2 separate regions of the Zea mays genome follow, and region 2 is linked to region 1. The links are chromatin contacts, called in public Hi-C maps. All regions are on one chromosome and are shown on one strand. Each heading gives the region's core, a stretch centred on a gene start, on an enhancer-like site or on the middle of the called end of the contact. The rest is flanking DNA. Distances are from core to core; before and after follow the strand shown.

Region 1 (2,700 bases), core at 133-2,632:
AGTAGTTCATTTATCAGTAAAGCTTGCATCTTTGGTCCATGTAGTTGTGCACCTTGTCTGTCACTCATCACAACGTTGTTGTGTTCTAACTGTTCTGTGATGAAAAGCAAGGGATACATTATGCTCTAGAAAGCAATAGAAATGTTTTGCGATTCATCACTTTAAGCCTCGGACTCCTAGCCCTGGCTACTGTTCGACTTTGAGGAAGAGCTATACCAAAATCCTGTTTGAATTCATGGACATTGGTTTTTTTAAGACAACAACTCTTGGCCACAAGATTGTCAAAACCAAAGAATTCCTTAACACGAGCATGAGAAGTCTGGATGAACACAGTGGGTTTCACCGCAAGTTGAAGCATTTTGCAGAGCAGTGCCAAATTGATGTTTCTTTGTTGCAAGAGGAAGAAAAGAAAATTCGGTCCTTGGTCAGGGGCACTGTTGATTATTTCCATGGGAGTACAGGGAAGGAGGAGGGCCTGCCGTTAGGATTAGTTGAAGTTCCAGTTTGATCATAGGCACCTAGGTCGATGCCTTTAGTAAGATGTAAGCAATCTGTCTTCTAGCCAGGTTGAGCAAGGCTTAGCTGCAGTGTATCAGTGTGGTACAGCTGATGTATTTATACTGTACAATCTAATGAGACTGTACTGATTAGAGCTATCAGAACCTGCACAAATATTTCACAATAAACTCTTAGGTTATATATTGCTCGAGACTTGTGAATATTTTGTTATTGCTTCCTGGTTCAAATCCATGATGCATGGTACACGCGCGTAATTATGACTTCTCATACAAGACGGGACGTCAAGACTCCGGTCTTTTTGGAGACATCATAACCTATTTGTTTAGTTTTAATCCATTCTGGTTTGTACTAATTATACAGTGCTTTATCCTAATTGTATCCGTGAACCGTGACAATTTATTTTGTTCAGAAAACCGTAGCGAAGCACGGGCATTTGACTAGTTTTTTTTGAAGAATAGAAGAGCAGTTGGAACAAGAAAATCACTATTCTTTACTGATATCGGTTTTGGATTGGTTTACACAATATTTTGGAGTTTCTCTTATCCGCTAAACTGTATCCGCAAAAATCGCGACGCCTGGCACGTCGAGCTGCCTCCGTGAGGTCCGCCAACTAAAACGCGTGCCTGCCGCAAGCCCGCAACAACCAGATGCATATGTTCCCCCCAAAAATCCAATCCAACATGGCATCGGGTGGTATCCGTCCGTCCCCAAGCTGGGCCCACGCGCCATAGACAGTATACACGCACGTGCCGCTGTGGAGGCGAACCTCCAACGAACCGCACCGGCATCCCGAGCCGTACGCTACGCGTCCGCGAGTCCGCGACTCTCTCTCCGCGTGGCGCAGCCGCCAAGTCAGGTCTCCTCCGCCCCGCCGCCTCTCTAGACGTTCCGTTCGTTAGCCCACCCGGACGAGACGACGAACGAGAGCCCCATCCCATCCGGTTCCGCTTCGGCGCGTCCCTCTGTTGCCTTGCCCTTGCCGCCAACCAACACCCCCGACCCCGAGAGCCGAGCCCCTCTTGCTTGGCCCTCAAGCTTTCGGTGCGTCACCCGCCGCCAACCCTCGACGAGACTCCGATTCTCTTTTCCCCTAGGCCAAGGTCTGGCCTTCCGGTCTTTCTTCACGCCGTTTGTGCGGTGCGGTGGCGATCGTCCGCGATGGGCGCCGCGCGGGGAGAGGAGGACGGGGAGGGGCGCTGCGGCGAGCGGTGCCCGTCGTGGTACGTGAGCCGGGAGGAGATCGAGAGCGGCTCGCCGTCGCGGCGGGACGGCGTCAGCGCGGCCAAGGAGGCCGAGCTCCGGGCCACCTACTGCTCCTTCATCCGCGACGTGTGCATCAGACTCCGACTGTGAGTGATCGATTGAGCTCTCCTCTCTCCCCCGCGGTTTCGTCTCTGGTTGATTTCAATCTGCTACTTGTGGTGTTATGGTGGTTTAGATGAGATACTCCATAATTATGCCAACAACAGCCTCATTGCATTGCCCTCGATCGCGGTTTCGTCTCTGGTTGATTTCAATTTGCTACTTGTAGTGGTATGGTAGTTTAGATGAGATACTCCATAATTATGCCAACGACAGCCTCATTGTATTGCCGTTGATCGCGGTTTCGTCTCTGGTTGATTTCAATCTGCTACTTGTAGTGGTGTGGTAGTTTAGATGAGATTATAGATGTCCAAACAGTGCGGGCTGCCCGTTTGGCCCGTGGCACGACACGAATTTAGCCCGGTCCAAACACGGCCCGGCACGACCCGTTTAGCGGGCCGGGTATGGACAGATTTGGTGGCCCGCGTGCTTTGGCCCGGCCCGACCCGATAAATGAGTCGGCCCGAAGACGGCCCGCATATTTATGTAAATACTAAATATATAAATACATTTAATTCTCTCATAATATGTAAATACTAAATACGCGACAAAACATATATAAAATGTATACATAAATATAAAATGCATACATAAATATTTTGTTGTCTTAATATATGTAAATAATATGTTATTATATATGATTAATTCTGTTAAATATATGTATTTATATACCGCTCTACTGTTGGTTCGGGCCAGTGCCCGGCCCGGCCCGGTCCGTTGAGGCCCACCGGGTCAACGGGCCGGCCCGACACGATTTTTCCCTGGGCGTGCCGGGTTTGGGCATGTCTCTAGGCACGTGGGCCAGCCCGACCCGGCCCG
Region 2 (2,700 bases), core at 136-2,635, 210 kb before region 1:
ACATTGAATTGAATTGTGCTCCTTGTTCTGCCCAGGAAAAAAACTTCCAAGTCAGCTCAGCCAAACTTACAACGCTGAGTTACTTCAAAAGAAAACTACAGCTCTAGAAACTGAATATACAACCTTCAGCTCCTCTGAAGCTCATCATGCTAGCAAGTGAAGTGACAGGCCACAACAACTTCCCAACGAAGTGATTATTTCTAGCAGTGAATCCAGCCAAGGTTCCTGACTAAATGGTTCTGTGTTTACAACTTTACTGTTAGCAGTAACACTCCGGCCTCCAGGTATTCCGACTTGTATGCAAGTTTCAGAAGGAAGCACATACATGTTTTGAAATATGTGGTGTTTAGATTTGCACTGGTTCAGAGCTTGCCACTATTGAACAGGTCAAGGCTCAAGACAACAAGGCGCTGTCCAATGGTGAAATCAGTTTGAGACCTTAACGGTTGACAACTTGCCTGGGGACAAATCCAATACGAATACAAAGGCCCGAAGTTTATTGTGAAACCGACAAATCCGGCTCAGCCACCCTCCTTCGTAGGAAGCTACGCGCCCATCTATCTGGTCGAAGAAACTCCGACGAGACCTATACGACGCAGCACTGAACCGGTCAAAGCGCATGGCGAGACAGACACGCCGCGTGAGAGCCGCAAAAAAGGACCAGGGCGAATTAACCCGGCGAGCTCGCCGATGCCTCATGATTAGCTAGCGAGCTCGCCGATGCCTCATAATCAGCTAGCCGGATCACGGAAAACCAGGTAGACTGCGCCGCCGGTGTTGGGGGATTAGGGGGGCAATCAGCTAGTCGGATTATGGAAAATCAACGCCGCAAGAGATTGCGGTCGCCCTACGCGTATGGGCCTATGCGGCCGCGAGAGAAATCTAAGGAGGAAAAGGCCACGTTGAGGGGAGGAGCCTCGGAACTCACATGGCCGCGCGAAGCGATCGAGGTGGCCCGACATGGGCGCGTCAACGGGCGCTGGACGCGAACGGATCCTCCCGCTCCCTACTTCCGCCTCCCAAGCCTTGAACGGAACCACCTGCATTCATTCGCGCCCGTCAGAAACCCTAGAATCGCCCACTCCGAAGAGGATCGAACAAATAAGGGCAGCAGAGCGGGGCGGGGTTCGGCGGCGCGCCTGAGATTCCCATCTGCCCGCGCTTCGTACCTCGCTGTGGCGTCGGCGGGCGCCGGCGACTCGAGGGCCGCGTGGGAATCCGAGGCGAAGGGGGATTTTTTGGGGGCGTGTGGTGTCGTCGAGGAGGAGAAGGCTGGGATTGGGGGTGATGGGACGGCGCGGGGGCTGGGGCTAGTGGGAGTAACTTTAAAGTAAAGAAGAGGATGGAGGTGGAGGGCGAAGCTGATGAAGGAGAGAGAGAGAAAAAGAGGGAGGAACTACGAAGGTAGGGGACGGGGTGGGGCAGCCGGCAGCGTCCTCCTCCGGAAATTGGGGGAAATTCGGTGCGGGATATCTTTATGGATGCGTCCGGCTCGTTTACGTTCTAGCCCCTGGGTTTCAGCAGAATCGGGACTCTACTTCGCCGGCTGCCGCTCAGGATGGATAGGAGAAAATAAAAACTCTATTTATAAGCTCCTAACTTCCAAATTAAAATTTATTTTAGTTAATTAATAGGTTCGTATAATTTTGATATATATATTTTTATATACTATTAAGGGGACAGTGTAGACTGCCCCCGCCTCAGCAGCCAACGCATGCCGCGAATCCCGCGCACGAACGCCCCCGCCGCGATTCCCCTCCTGCCCGCGGCAAATCACGCGCACGACCGTCCCCCCGCCGCGATTCCCTCCCACCCGCGGCGAATCCCCCTGCCCGAACCTCTCGGGTGTAGACCATACCAGGCCCCCGCTCCCCTCCCCTCCCTTGGCGACGGCATGCCGTGGTGGATCCGCGTGCGTCAACAATCTGCCGCTCGCGATCCGCACGCGCCGTCCCTACGAATCCCGGCCGCCGACGTCGATCCCGCGCCGCGCGCCATCGAGGTGAGTCGCAGGTCCCTATGAATCCCTTTGACGCTGTCCCTACTCCAAGGAGGTGAGTCGCCGCCTCCTCGACTCAGATCTTGCTCCACGGCACGCTCCACGCCACCATCTTCGAGGCCGAGTCGCTCTCCAACCCGCACCGCGCCACTGGCGGCGCCCCCAAGTTCATCCGTAAGGTACTCCCCGGTCTCCCCTTCACCTTCTCGCTTTCCTGTCACCACCAAGATATATGCCACCGTCGATCTCGAGAAGGACCGTGTCGGGTGGACCCGGATGATCTCCAACGAGCCTGTGAACCCGAGTGAACTGATTGAAACATAGGGTTTGATATCTCCAGGACAATATTCATGACTACGATCATATCTGTCCCTTTAAACGTGGACAGTCGGTGTGCCACAACAATGGTGGTCCTGCTAACCATCACTTGGTTCAGTGCATCTTGAACAATGTGCTCTCCTTCAGCATCCAGAGCACTTGTTGCCTCGTCGAGTAGAAGTATTTTTGGGTCCTTCAGCATGCATTGACTACACCCCATCAGGATTAGGAAATGAAACAAAATGGCATACCAATATAACCTTTTGTTGGAACTGTTATTTGCATTGATTCCTAATAAAAAACATTGACATGAGAATATACTACCTCCGCGTGCAACCAAACACACCAATGTGAACCAGTATACCATAATTCCAACGGTGAAG

Evidence for each region. Hi-C and Micro-C count contacts between places; a contact is called where the count stands out from the background.
Region 2: a Hi-C map of leaf shows a contact between it and region 1, with 6 times the contacts expected there. The contact joins the promoter of LOC100273833 here to the promoter of LOC103626584 in region 1. A contact is called at or near these places in 9 of 25 Hi-C or Micro-C datasets (bundle sheath, ear, leaf and 1 more).

The regions. Positions count from the first base shown.
Region 1 is chr5:77,976,588-77,979,287 of Zm-B73-REFERENCE-NAM-5.0, reverse strand. It overlaps LOC103626584 (cyclin-T1-1), which reads left to right and starts at 1,382. Exons shown (of 6, transcript XM_008646994.4): 1 at 1,382-1,868. The coding sequence starts at 1,678.
Region 2 is chr5:78,186,702-78,189,401 of Zm-B73-REFERENCE-NAM-5.0, reverse strand. LOC100273833 (Phosphatidylinositol/phosphatidylcholine transfer protein SFH8) reads right to left here and starts at 1,385. Exons shown (of 15, transcript NM_001360463.1): 1 at 1,170-1,385; 2 at 929-1,040. The coding sequence starts at 962. LOC103626588 reads left to right here and starts at 2,081. Exons shown (of 6, transcript XM_020537684.2): 1 at 2,081-2,178.